Linked DNA regions of Sus scrofa: regions 2 and 3 are each linked to region 1. The links are chromatin contacts, called in public Hi-C and promoter capture Hi-C maps. All regions are on one chromosome and are shown on one strand. Each heading gives the region's core, a stretch centred on a gene start, on an enhancer-like site or on the middle of the called end of the contact. The rest is flanking DNA. Distances are from core to core; before and after follow the strand shown.

What was found. Promoter capture Hi-C pulls out the DNA fragments that hold promoters and counts their contacts. A called contact is a pair of places that touch in the nucleus more often than the background predicts.
Region 2: a Hi-C map of liver shows a contact between it and region 1, with 2.6 times the contacts expected there. The contact joins two enhancer-like sites. A contact is called at or near these places in 3 of 47 Hi-C or Micro-C datasets (liver and skeletal muscle).
Region 3: a promoter capture Hi-C map of liver shows a contact between it and region 1, with 3 times the contacts expected there. The contact joins two enhancer-like sites. A contact is called at or near these places in 1 of 5 promoter capture datasets (liver) and 1 of 47 Hi-C or Micro-C datasets (liver).

What each region holds. Positions count from the first base shown.
Region 1 is chr13:145,271,576-145,276,320 of Sscrofa11.1, reverse strand. All of the region lies in intron 3 of ZBTB20 (zinc finger and BTB domain-containing protein 20), which reads right to left. Among named protein-coding and RNA genes, the nearest start is that of ZBTB20, 420 kb to the right of the region's middle. Within about 2 kb of position 2,305, at least 5 of the 83 cell types and tissues checked have an H3K27ac peak or open chromatin away from gene starts, as enhancers often do. A contact at or near this core is called in liver, where this site is marked.
Region 2 is chr13:145,358,354-145,363,098 of Sscrofa11.1, reverse strand. All of the region lies in intron 4 of ZBTB20 (zinc finger and BTB domain-containing protein 20), which reads right to left. Among named protein-coding and RNA genes, the nearest start is that of DRD3, 410 kb to the left of the region's middle. Within about 2 kb of position 2,013, at least 17 of the 83 cell types and tissues checked have an H3K27ac peak or open chromatin away from gene starts, as enhancers often do. A contact at or near this core is called in liver, where this site is marked.
Region 3 is chr13:145,195,747-145,200,491 of Sscrofa11.1, reverse strand. All of the region lies in intron 3 of ZBTB20 (zinc finger and BTB domain-containing protein 20), which reads right to left. Among named protein-coding and RNA genes, the nearest start is that of ZBTB20, 340 kb to the right of the region's middle. Within about 2 kb of position 2,676, at least 1 of the 83 cell types and tissues checked has an H3K27ac peak or open chromatin away from gene starts, as enhancers often do. A contact at or near this core is called in liver, where this site is marked.

The DNA.
Region 1 (4,745 bases), core at 1,056-3,555:
GGCTACAGGGCAAGTAGAGGGAGAACACTGAGTGGTGGAAAGAGCCTCTGAATTATAGTCTTAAAATGTGGGTTTAAGCCCTGCCTCTGCTGTCTGCATACTATATTACTTTGCCAGTTTTTAATCATTCAGAGCCTTGGTTTTCTTATCTGTTAAGTAAACTGAGGTGACCACTTATCTCATAGCAGTCTTGTGAGAGTTAATTAACTAGATGCATGGGCTTTTGAAATAATAGAGTTCTTTGTAAATGGTTATAAGTGATATAAATTTTATTTCTACTAGAGGGAGATTTCTGAAATATGTCTGATATTTTTTCTTTCATAGAATTAGAATATCATAAATGGAGTTAAGATGTTGTCAATAAATAACTAGGCTTGATAATCACAGAAATGTTATTTAGGGCCATTTTACCAACAGCTGATAGATCTTGAACTAGAATCCCTATCTGCTGAATATTAACCAACACTTTATATCTTACCAAACTGGCTTTGCCTTTTCCATATTTCTTTTTACTACAGATCTGAGGCTTTGATTCTTGCTCATGTTGTTTTTCAACTGGGGAAACAGATTAAATGAGCAAATGCAAAACAAAATAAGACAAAAAACTACCATACTTTGCAAATGTTGATGATGCTCTCTTGATTCCAAGTCTTTCTCCAGTTGCTTCCCATTTGTCTTCCTCTCTTCATAGCAGAATTTATTGAAAGGATTGTATATGTTAGCTATTACCATATCATTACCTACTATTCTTTCCTCAACCTATTTTAATGAGACTTTTATTCATTATATTCTACCATATCTGCTGCTGCCAAATCCAAGGGTCACATTTTCATTCTCATCTTAACTTCTCAGCAGCAATTTAACACGGTTAGCCATTTCCTCTTACTTAAAACACTGTAGCTATCTTCTGGGACACCTCTTTTTCCAATTTTTCCTACTAGCCTATTAGGCACTTAAAACCTATTTGTGTCATCAAATTTGAAATCCATTGCTATTAAGTCATTCTCAGTTACTTCTGATCTGAGATAAACACAGCATGTTTGGCAAAACAATCAGCTCTTAGAAGGTGTTGGTGAGATATCTAGGTTTTGAATGTCTAGTTTTATGACTTTAAAATGCAGAATAGAGCAGAAAATCTAGCTCTTGGTTTGGCTTGAAGCTTGTTTATTCTTGTTGTAAAAATTATTAGCAACTTGCTTTTGAATATCCATAAATGATCCTTTACCTAGAAGCTTGGCAAATGGACAGATTTATACATATGGGCAAAATGAAGAGTGTCTTCAATGGTCCAGAATTTCAGAGACTTACATGTTAAACTTGAAATCCACATGTATGTAACACCTCATAGTTCTCCTAGATTCATTCTAGGAGAATGAATTCACAGTTCATTCTGAGTGAACTATTCATTCATAGTTCTCCTAGATTCAAAAACTGGGTAATTGCTCAACCTTGTTTCTTCTAAAAATTGTTCCTGAGTTCTACACTGCAAGAATTAAAGTTGAAAACTATTTTCAAGTAAACCACAGTAATATGAATATGGTTTCATTGCTAAGTTGTACCCCTGAATCCTAGCAAAAGCATGAAGATTTCTTTTTAAGATACACTCTAGCGATCATTAGAGGGAGCTTGAGTTTGTCTCAGGAGAAGTAGTTGTTCCTGACTTACAAATATAGCTGGAGGGCAGTACCTGAACAGAGCAATTTCTCACCCCATGTCTAACTCCAAGTTTTGGTAATGATGTAACATACAAAAGTTAATGATATGATAAAATATGAGATAGCACAGAGCTGATCAAAGTAAAAAATTAAAGAGAGTCCAAACAACTTCTTTTGAATGTGATATCACAAGGAATATGAATAAAGGACATTTTCCTAAGAAAAATAGGAATGTTTCCATTATTTGCATGTCACCTGCCATCTAGGAGTAAATTCTGACCCCCTTTCCTGCTTAAATTCTTCCACAAAGTCAGCCTGCCAGGCCCATAACCAAGGTCTTCTTTTATCTAAACTAGAGCAAATATTCTATTTAGAGTCATGAGAACATATCAGCAAAATTCCCAGAGGTAATCCTTTTATTTAATAATATACACATATATTTATTTTTTATGTGTTGTTCTACTATGTTAAACTTTAACCATATTAATCCAGGGGAAAATCCCTGATTATCAACCAACAATTTTGTAAACAGTTATCTCATGAGTTAAACATTAACTTGAAAAATTTAACTCAAAACTCTAAACAAGCAGGAGGAGCCAAAAAGGCCACTGGGAAGAAGTAAAGATTTTTCTGCCTTGGGTACATACAACAAGTTCCTTTGGAAAAGTGTGACACAGTGTTGCAGGAGTATTTTGGTTTGTAGGAATGGGGGCCAAAGATAGGGGAAGCAAGAAAGGAGCCTGGAAGACCCCTACTGCTTATTATCAAAATCTCCAAATTTAGAGCAAAGACCTCATAGAAAAGAAAATTCATGGGAATATGAACCCACTGTAATATCCACAGGAATTCAGGGATAATAGAGAATGCATTTCAAGAATATGGACACTTTAGAAAAAAAATCAACATAGCTAAGCTATCCAGAACAAGGCTGGCTGGCCCACACTGCCAGTCTGTTCTGAACCTCATGAGGAACATTCTGGTCTCACTCTTCCACTAGAAACAATGGAATGGAGACTGATCTACTTGTTCTGGTCCCATTGAATAATAAGAAAACAAAGATGTCTTCCTGCAGTACTGGGTTGTTAGAGACTGCGATTTCAAGTTCCAAGCCATCATCAACCTGTCCGTCAATTTACTCCCTGATAAATAGAAATACCCGTTTATGAAAAATTGAATCTAGGAAGTAGACCAATGTCTGAACAGCAATACTATAAATATTGACTTTGATTAGGTTTTTGACTCAAAAATTTCAAGAAAATCCACATGGCCAGATAATCTGCACAATCTTGATATCTGTGGTGTAGGATAAGGTTATTTATTTTTAATGCTGTTTAAGGAATAGTTAGGAACTGTTAAGATTCTTTCTGCCAGTCTGTTAAAGATCAGTCTTGCTTGATAATTTTTTTAATAATCATGAAAAAGGAAAATCTTCTCACTGATGATCTTTTAAGGAAGACTCCCATTTGCCCTGAAGATGGAAAGAATGAGACCAAATAATGAGTTACTGATGAAAGGGCTGAGACTAGATGGAAAAAAGAGGAAGGTACATGAATGTAGAAGGAACCATCTTCAGATACATATGTATGTCTTATTTAGATTCAAGAAATATGATACTTCTCATCAGACCTTACTTTTGATATTTTACATTACATATTTAATAAATGAACACATGCTTATTGTAAAATATTTAGACACTCTAGACTATAGCCCGTACTCATAAAGCATTTCATAGTTCAGTTTATAAAATACTTTCCATAAATTATCTTTTGCTTCTACAACAACTCCAAAAAGTAAAAAGAGCAGGTTCTATCATTTCTGTTCTATAGATAAGCAAGTTTCACTCTAGAATTGATGCACAGAATGAACTTTAACAGAGGAAGCAGGACCCACTAGCGTCCTGGCAATTGATTTGAACACAGGGAGGGAGGGGGTAGCATGGTGACTGTGGAATGGAAAGAGGAAGGGAATCAAAGAGGGGAGAGGTTTCAAAATGTTCAAAAGGAAGTATAGACAAGCACTAGGCATAAGGGGAAAAATTCAGAGTGATCTGTGGAAAAGGAAAAGTGGCTACATCAAGGAAGAAACTCAAAATTCAGACAATATTCATTTGGCATATATTAATTGTATAGCTACTATGTTTGAGTTTCCCTGGATGCCACTGGGCAAACAATCATGATCCTTGAAGCTCTGAGTTGTGTCTGAGGTACTTAATATCTAATTTTGAGGGAATGTCTCAAAATAATTATAAAATGAGTCAATTCAGATATTCAGAATGGGGGTTAAGGAAAAATCATCTTATAGGCTGACAATGGAAAGCTTCACTACAATTAAGGAATCTAGCTGGACTTACTTTGAAAAATGTGTAAGATTTGGGTATTAATAAGATTCTGGTTATGTGAAGGGTGAGAGAAAAAGCATGAAAGCATAAAATGGAAAGGTATATATGGGAGTAGCAAATAAACAAGTTAGCTGTAACTGTAAAAGGAAAAAATGTTGGAAAGATAGGTTGAGCCTAGAATTGGAAGGAAGTCCTTGAATATCAGACTGAGCAGTCTGCTTTATTTTATGGGCAACAGAGGTTTATTACAGGCTTGTAAGACACTGGAACATCACAATGGTATTTTAGTATTTACTGTAAATAATTGGGAATGGTGGGTGGAAACAAGGAGGGCCTAGAGGCACTGAGAGAGAGAAAGAAAGAGGGAGAGAGTGAGTCCCTTGCGGTAACCTAGAGAATATCTGGTGGTGTTAGTAGAAAAGGAAAGAAAATGAAATGTTTTAGAGACACTGTGAAGGAAGAAATGGTAACTAATTTTATTAAAACTTTACTATGTGCCAGGCACTGGACTATGTGCTTTTCATAGATTCACTAATTTAATCTGCATGTCAACCCTAAAAGGCAAGAAACTTTATTGTTTCTATTTTACAAATGAGGATTAAACAATTTTCTCAAGTTGACACAGTTAATAAATGACAAAACAGGATTCAAATCCAGATAATGTGACTCCAGAGCGTGCTTCTTAACCTCTATGCTTACTGGTCAAGCTACAGGCTTAGGGGTCTTGGTGATGGATTATATATGACAAGATC
Region 2 (4,745 bases), core at 764-3,263, 87 kb before region 1:
AAAATCAGTTGAATAACATTCCTCAGAGAATATTGCTTTAAAAAGTTTATTTCTGTCTGGATATGTTAAACATTATACTTGAACATAGAGGATGTTAAAAATCTATTATGTTAAAATCTTGATTTAGGGTATCTACATTGTCAAAGCAACTTGGAGCTTAATAGCATTCAGTAACTAGAGGCCTAAAAAAGAAAAGAGGAATTTTTAGAAGCCTCTCCAGAAGCAACAGGATAAAAGTGCTATCGGCCTTGACCACATGATGAGGGTTTTTTACCAAAGGGGAAAACTTAGTCCAGTTGATCATCCCAGCCTAATTGATTAATTGTGGGTCTGACCATCTGGCTGATGAATGCTGACACCCAGCAGTGATTACTGTGTAACACAAATCCGGATGTGCTCCCCCTGATGCCTCCCACAATAACGGCAAAGCTGAACTTAAGGTTAGTTTATTCAGGCCTCTTGGCTCAATCTGTTCATGGAACAGTGGTTATGGCAGGGAATATTTTACTAGACCTGGTCAAGCATTATCTTCTTTTATTTCAGTTACCCACTCCTTTCCAACTCCACGCCTACCTGCTCTGAGCCCTTTCTTGTACATAATCACTTTTCATGCAAAGCATCCCATCTGTAGTTTTCATCATACTGTCTGATTCTCTCATTTCCGGTTGCTCTACTCTAAAAAATATTCGACTTGTCTAAAAGACCCATGTTGCTATTTCACAGGGAGTCCTATTGGGACATTTTTTATTGTATCTTCTTTGCTACTGGTTATCTTCAAATTATCCTATGCTTCCAAATAAAGAAAAATATTTTGCCTAACACCTGATTATAAGGCCTCCATATGGCTCAACTTCTCTATGAGGCTAATGGAATAAAAAGGTTAACAGAAGATAATTTTCGCATCTTAAATTTACATCTGATCCTCAGTTAGGGTTTCCCTTGGAGAAGATTCTCCCTACAAGGACTTTGGAGCACATATCAGTGCAGAGAAAAAAGTCAGGCTCACATAAATAATGGGAATCAATAGCAATGCCACCCACAAACCAATCAAGATAACCTGTACATGGGAAAATTCTCTAAGCAAATCAAATCTGAATGCATAAATACGAACCCTGGGGAATTACAACTAAAGGATCCTATTATTTTTTGTGGGAAGACATGGGGGAGTAAACTGGCACAAAACGCCTTGCACAAATTTGGCCAATGAGTCACAAGGAAAAAGAATCATGCCTTCCCCCTATCCTTTCCCCAGCCTGATTTCTATCTCAAAATTTATCACTTTTCTTGCTCCCCACAGATGCTGAATTCTTCTTTGTTCCAGGCTGGGTTAGTGTTAATTTTCAGTAGAGAATGGCAGCAGCATGCTGAACTACAGAGTTCCAGACTGGGAGTTGGGAAATGTTTTTGGCCTGACTGTCAGTAAACAACTATGTGTCTAGGGCAAGTCAAGTCCCTTAACTCCCCATGTCTCAGTCTCTTCATTGAAAAATGATAGGGTTGGACTGCATGAACTCCATAGTCTCTGCCAACACTAAGATTCTATGGTTCTATAGCTCATTTCCTTTTTCTCTCTGGCACCAACTGCTCAACAACTCTGCTTATAGTCATTTCTTTGCACTCAGTTACCGATGGAAAAATATCGCCTTCATTTACTACCCAGTATTTGGTATTTCTAACCTTTCCCTCTTTTTGTGATGCTAGATATTTTGAGTCATAAACATGAACATATCCAGATAGATGCTTTAAATTTGAAAGCACTTAAGGAGAATAGCTTTCCCATGTAGAAACATTTAGTGCAGCTCGGCATGGAGGAAGCCAGGCATCCAAAAGTGGAGCAAAGGGGCCAATTCACAAATGAGAGGAAGCCTTTCATAATAAGAGTCTCCAGATTCTTCAATTTAGATAAAGCTACTAAATTCCAACTACTTTTCCAATCAATCCCAGACACCCTCACAGACACTTAGGACTACAAATCTGAGGACCAGCACTGGCAGTGATGCAGTTATTTCACCTCCACCATGTATTGCCAAGTAGGATTTAGGATGGCATAGTAATAAGAGCCAAGAGGACAATCTGTCATTTATTTTCCTCCAAACTTTTTGAAATTTCCCATTTGGGCTCTGTTTCCCAGTTTTAATTTGGTAACTGCCATTTTTCAGCATTTCTTTTAACAGGTTACTAATAATTTCTGATACAGGATCTCATATTTCATTTTGTGCTGCTAGAACTGCTGTTAATATTTCATCTGCCTTCAATTCAGCTCTGAATTAAGGCTTCTGAGCTTTTTTTTGATACACTGTTCTCACTTTGGTTCTGGGGATTTGATCACCAGTGTTCACCCAGTTTGTCCATATCTTGTTAGATAAGAATAATACATTGTCTCAGAAATATCTCAGGGTGTGCTGTACATTCTAGAGATACATTAGAGTTTCTTTTTTCTGGATCTTTGATCAAAATCACATAAGTGTTCTGTGTTTGTTTACCCAGGTAGCTTGCTATTTACTTTTGTGGTAACGTTCTGGAAGCAGAGAGCAATGGTTTACAGCCAGGGCTCACAGGAAGACCTAAGTTCAAATTCTGGCTCTGAAACATACTGCAAATACCATGTTAGGTCAGTTCCTTAACCTTACTGAACCTCTATTTTTCTATTTGTAAAATAGGGATAATAGCAATAACTACCTCTATTGCTATGAGTTCTCAAAAAAGAATGTTATCTTTATTCCCCTAGTATTAATAACCTACAAATTCACCTTATAGTGTTTTTATTTTGCAACATCTTTTCAAGACTAGCAAGTTACCTTTGAAGTCCAGACTTTTACAATTTGCTTTAGTGTAGTTTACATTAAAAAAAAACTCAAGTAAAATTAAGTAAGTACTTTAAAATTGGGTTCTGAAAACCACATGTATAATTACAAATGGTATATAGATAGCATCATAGTCTTATGTCACCTTTAAATCCAGTATCAAATTCTCAAAATTCTGTTCATTTAATAGCCAGGCCTGGATAAGGCATGTCATACTAATTCTAATCCATTCCATAAAGAGATGGCTTAGAATATTTACTTCCCCCCATTTGCAAACAATACAGATTATTTTAATACTTTTTGGTCATATATAGGTCAGGGTCCATCAGGAGTGAGAAATCACACAGCAATTTGAACACGGAAAGTTTAATATAAAGAAGTACTAACTAGAACAGGGGATTGGAGCAACAAGGGAGTAACTAGTAAGAAGTAAAAAGAATTGTAAGGTATATAAGAATAAGCAAATATAAGGAGCAACCTCAACTTCTGAGGCTGATGGAGGGTGCCCAAGGAAGAGTCCCCTACAACTCCAGACTGGGATCCAGCCCTTGTTGGACAAGATGTAGCCAAGGAATGAATGAATGAATAGCAGAGACATTGCTATAGAGCTGTGTCAGCAAAACTTTCCAGAAATCTGTACTCTAGCGTGCAAGGGAAGCTGTTCACAGGGAGGCTGTCTCATCTGAGGCATACTACTATGTAAACCACTCAGTGTGTGTATGTGTGCTTGTGTGTGTGTGGTGGGTGCTGGATGTAGCAGCTGGCTTTTGGGCACTGGAGAAGCTACCTGTGCTTTAGCTGTTGGCCCCAAGGCAGCTGTGTGTGATGCAGAAGCCAGGCTGGAGAAACCATGCACACTGCAAGAGGCTACCAAAAAAGTATAGGGGAGCCAGGAAGGAAAACCTCTTCCTCCTATTATGTCTCTCTGAATCCTCTGCCAACAAAGCAACCTCATACAGCTAGGAAAGGAAAAATATTTAAAGAACCCTGATATATTTTTGTAGAGCAGACAAGGAAGGATAGATTTGATTGTGAGAGGCAGTATACTGATAACTGGCAGAATTATTTTCTTCTACACTTTATGAAATAACTCACTTTGGAGATTATAATTCAGAGTTTTCTTACTATACTACTTACTAGACTTGCTGTTTACCTTTACAAATATACTGACTCTTTGCATAACTAAATTTTGCCAGGATTGAGTAAAATAATATTCTATTTAAAATGGCGGAGTTCCATTGTTGCGCAGTGGTTAACGAATCCAACTAGGAACCATGAAGTTGCGGGTTCGATCCCTGGCCTTACTCAGTGGGTTAAGAATCCGGCGATGCCATGAGCTGTGGTGTAGGTTGCAGATGCGGCTCGGATCCCTCTTTGCTGTGGCTCTGGCGTAGGCCAGTGCCTACAGCACCAATTAGACCCCTAGCCTGGGAATCTCCATATGCCGCAGGAGTGGCCCTAGAAAAGCCAACAAGACAAAAATAAATAAATAAATTAAATAAAATGGCAATACTAGTATTTATATAATGATCTTTCTCTCCCCCCAATGCCACCCACATGTTTTAATTGTTTGTAGTTGACAGATAACTGAATTACTTAAATTTATGCCTTAGTGATCCCAGTCCAGAATTTCAACTAAGTGGGTAACTAGGAGATTCTTTACCAACAAAACCCACCACTTCAAGAGTGGTAAAAATTACCTCAACTATTATTTTTCCTTTATTTCTCCTTTTCTTTTTATTGACTCTAGAGCCCATATTGGCTGTTTTATTACTCATTTGGGGGGAGGCTGTTAACTATAGGTTGCTATTTTTAATTATTTATTTTTAAATTTTATTTAATTTTTTTTTGCTTTTTAGGGCTGCACTTGCAGCATATGGAAGTTCCTAGGCCAGGGGTCGAATTGGAGCTGCAGCTGCCAGCTTATGCCACAGCTACAAC
Region 3 (4,745 bases), core at 1,427-3,926, 76 kb after region 1:
AAATTTACTGTTTCAAAGAGTCACAAGTCTCCTGATTGCTTCTCATCAGTCTTGAAGAGATTAGATAAGCTTCCTCCCTCTGATAAAAGCTTTTTCTTCATTCAAAATTCCTTTGAGAACAAAACACTGAACCAGAATTAGATTTTTAACAAAATATTATAATATTGTGGAAAACATTTTTTTCTCCTGAGGAGACCCAGCAATTCAAAAGATATACTAATGCACTTTCTGATTTAGGGCTACTAGCCACATATTGGAAGGAGCAAGGCTGAGGGAAAAAAAAAAGTTCTTTCTGTGAAGCAGGAGGGATGTTTTTCACTGGGTTATTTTAGAAGACTTGAATGAACTGCTAAGGGCTTTCACACAGAAAGACTTGGAAGTCACACTCAAGAAAGAGAGGGGCAAAAAGAACTACAAAGCTATAACAGGTAGGCATTGCTTCTAATTGCTATAAACTTGTTACACATACTGGTGCTATTCCACAGTGACCGTTGGTTTCAGAATAATTGTTCAAGTGGATCAGCAATAAAAATGACCTCCTCAGAAATGGAGGTATACATTTGGTATTGTGAAAGTTGACACATAGAAGGAAATTCAGGAGGAGCATGTCTGCAGTGGGACCTGAGATCAACAAGTGATTCAGACCTTTCCCTTTTCCTCTTCTGTATTCTTTCTCTCCTTTGCTTTCTCTCTCCCTCTCTCCATCCCCTCTTGTTCCTGCTTTCACCAGGGAATTAACTTCTAATGTAGCCCTCAGTGGTCATTAGAAAACAATATTAACAATTGATAAATGTGTTTGGATTTTCAGTTTTGCATTTTTTTTTAGTAGAAGTAATGGTAAGTACTTTACATGACCTATTCCTGTTCAGGCTTAAAAGGCTTCAAATAAGTTATATTTGAGAAAGAAGACGTAAACTTTATTCCTTCTTATTGGTCTAATAAATGCACTATTTTATTTCTTCCACTTTTCCAAGTTGTTTTCAATTATGAGCAAGGTATATAGTACCATTGTCTGCAATATGTTCGGGATCTTCAACACGGACACCCAATGAGTCAAGATGACATAGAGATGAAAAACTATGTCATGGACTTCACCAGTCTGCTCAGCTCCTCATTTCTCAAAGAAGAAAACATATAGGGAGGCAATGTATTTATTTCCAGGCAAAATGACATAACTTAATTATAAAAGCATTCTTCTCTTTTTTCCCTGGGAAATCTATGAGAACATGTATTAAATTCTCTTTTGCCATATAAGGAGTTGAAGTGTGCAGACCACAGAAGAACTAGCTCCAGAAGAGGTGGGTGGAATAGGGGAAAAAATATTTGGGGTCAGACAGATCTGTGCTTGAATTCTGGTTCAGGCATTTACTAAGATGTGTGGGGGCTATTTAATTTCACTCATCCTCAGTTTCCTAAGTATAAACTAAAGGTTATAACATCTATTTTGAGGCACTGTTGTGAGACTTAAATTTAAAAAGCTTTATGCAGAGAGGGTGCCTGTTAACTGTAGCCTTCTTTTCTAAAGTTTTTTAGACATTCGGACTATTCAAGAACTAATGGGCACTGTGACCACATGAGCTAATGTGATAACAAAATGCAACAGATAGGAACACTAAGCAGGAGCTAGTACAGGGTTTGAATCAGGTCTGACATCAATATGAACTCACTTACTGGGTTGGTGATCTTGGAGTTACTCAATTTTTCTGGAACTCAGTATTCTCATTATAAAATGGAAATTATTCCGGCTTTGCTGAGTGGTTTCTGAGTGTGGTAGCAAGGACAACTTTTATAAAGCATCTGGTACATTAAGTAAACAGATTGTGAGTAATATTTATTGTTCAGATTTTTATTAATTAAAATTTGTCTGTAGATGCGTCTCTTATACTAAATATTCCTTTATCCACCCAAGAGCTTGAAAGAGTTACAATAGGGACTTTGATCACAGATTAGCTGGTTTGGCTGTGGTAATCTAGTTCTGAAGAATTGGAGTTACGGTTCCCTGCCATTAACTATTTAACTCTATGACTTGAACAGGAATTATAGACCTAAATTTTTTTCCTCTCCAAAATGAGAAGGCTAGAATAAATAATTTCTAAGGTTCTATGCAGAAATAATATTTTAAGATTCCAGTGTCTTTTTCCTGAGTTATAGTGAAGAAGTCCTCATATCTTTAGAGCTTAACCTACTTCTTTAGGGCTTGATTTTCACATTCCCTCTACTCTATTTCTTCTTTAATTGCAAAAGGGGATAATTTCTATCACTTAGCAAACAAACCATTATCTCTATTCTGACTTAGTGGCATTCCAGGGTATTAATGCATCCTACTTTAAAACAGTCTGGATTGTATTTAATCCAGAAATTCAGTCACATTACTGGTAGTAATAATGAGGATAATGATGATTCATTTTCAAGGCTTTCTATGCCTCCAAGCCCCTGTCCATAGCACATGATAAAATACACCAAAATTAAAAGTAACATTAAGGTTTAATAGTTAAAAATACATTAGGAGAGTAAATACATTTTAGGTACTCACTTCTACATTACACAACAAGAACTTAAACAAAAATAAGATATTCATTAACCAACAACAGAAATTTAATAATTATTAACTAGAAAGGAAATAAAATTAACTTGACCTTATTTTAGAGTCTTGTCAGAGACCTACTTTGGTTATGCAGATAGGAAACATGTTGTGAACTATTAGACCTCTGTTTCAAAAGTCCAAGCCCTCTTCAAACTCAGAAGTAAAACTTCAATGAGGATTCAAAATAAACATATAGATGCTGTGAGCTTATGCATACTATTTACCTTTGAATTAGTTTCATCTTGTTCTAGCTTAAGCTATCCTTTATTTATTTACTTTTTTTTTTTTGAGGTATATCTACTATGTGCTTTTCCAGGGTATTCAGAATAAAATTCAAATTCCCTACTCTGGCTACTTCTCTGACCTCACCTCCAGTCACTTTCCTCCTTTGCTCCCTTCTCTCTAGCCACTCTAGAATCCCTTTATTTCCTGACTACACAAAGTTTGTCCTTGCCTCAATGCTTTGCCTATGCTGTTTCTCTCTGGAGCTGTCTCTCCTTCTCATGCTTCCATCCCCAACCCAAATTCTTCATCTAGCAGATTCTTCTGTCCTTCAACTCTCAGCTTTAAGTTGACACTTTCTCTGAGAATTCTTTCTTGAGCACCCAAGGGACAATATAATAGATCTTCCCCACCCATTGTTGTCTTACATAGCTATTAGCTCTTTTCATGGACTATATTTTCTAATTTTGTAATTATTTCTTTACTTATTTAATTTCTGATTCCCTTAGGAGACTATAAATTCCATGAGACCCTAATGGATCATCTCTATATTCCCAGTATTAAGGATGGCTGAATAATGAATTAATGATTCTATTGTAGTAAATTCTATAGGTTGAGAATTGTTATTTAAATATGGACCCCATCTCGGAGTTCCCGTCGTGGTGCAGTGATTAAGGAATCCGACTAGGAACCATGAGGTTTCGGGTTCGGTCCCTGCCCTTGCTCAGTGGGTTGACGATCCGGCGTTGCCGTGAGCTGTGGTGTAGGTTGCAGACGCGGCTCGGATCCTGTGTTGCTGTGGCTCTGGTGTAGGCTGGTGGCTACGGCTCCGATTAGACCCCCTAGCCTGGGAATCTCCATATGCCGTGGGAGCAGCCCAAGAAATAGCAAAAATAAATAAATAAATAAATAAATAAATATGGACCCCATCCCTAAGAATTTGCTTCCTAGTTAAAAAAAGGACATGTCCAGAAATATTGTTTAAAAAAATAGAAAGTTATTTATGTCTCAAAAAAAGGATAGGTGGGTGCTATCAGGTTGTCATGAATATAGGTTAGGAATTGCTTGGTAATTAGTATAGAATATTCAAGTTTTGTTGGAATAAAAGTGATGTGATCTGAGGGCTCCTGCTTCATGAAAACTGATGGGGCAACAGAGTTGAGAATGAACTGGTCTTCTTTCCTCCTTTTTCTCCCAATTAGAGGTTATAAGCAAGAGAAGATGAAAACCAGACTAGGACAGAGGTACCAAAAAAGAAAAATTAAGAAGACTTGGGAGTTCCCGTCGTGGCTCAGTGGTTAACGAATCCGACTAGGAACCATGAGGTTGCGGGTTCCGTCCCTGCCCTTGCTCAGTGGGTTAACGATCCTACGTTGCCATGAGCTGTGGTGTAGGTCGCAGACGCGGCTCGGATCCTGCATTGCTGTGGCTCTGGCGTAGGCCGGGGGCTACAGCTCCGATTTGACCCCTAGCCTGGGAACCTCCATATGCTGTGGGAGCGGCCCAAAGAAATAGCAAAAAGACCAAAAAAAAAAAAAAAAAATAAGACTTGGCCACTTATTGAATACTTGGGGGGCAATAATGAGATATTTGGAGTCAAGGTAACCTGGAGGATTGGGGTGAAGAAAATTAGAATAGTCAAAAGGAGGATGATTTTTAACTAGGAGGCTTATTACAGTTTTAATACACTGACTCTGAAAAATTGGTGTGGGAGTTCCCGTTGTGGCGCAGTGGTGAACGAATCCGACCAGGAACCATGAGGTCGCGGGTTCGGTCCCTGCCCTTGCTCAGTGGGTTAACGATCCGGCGTTGCCGTGAGCTGTGGTGTAGGTTGCAGACGCGGCTCGGATCCCGCGTTGCTGTGGCTCTGGCGTAGGCCGGTGGCTACAACTCCGATTCAACTCCTAGCCTGGGAACCTCGATATGCCGCAGGAGCAGC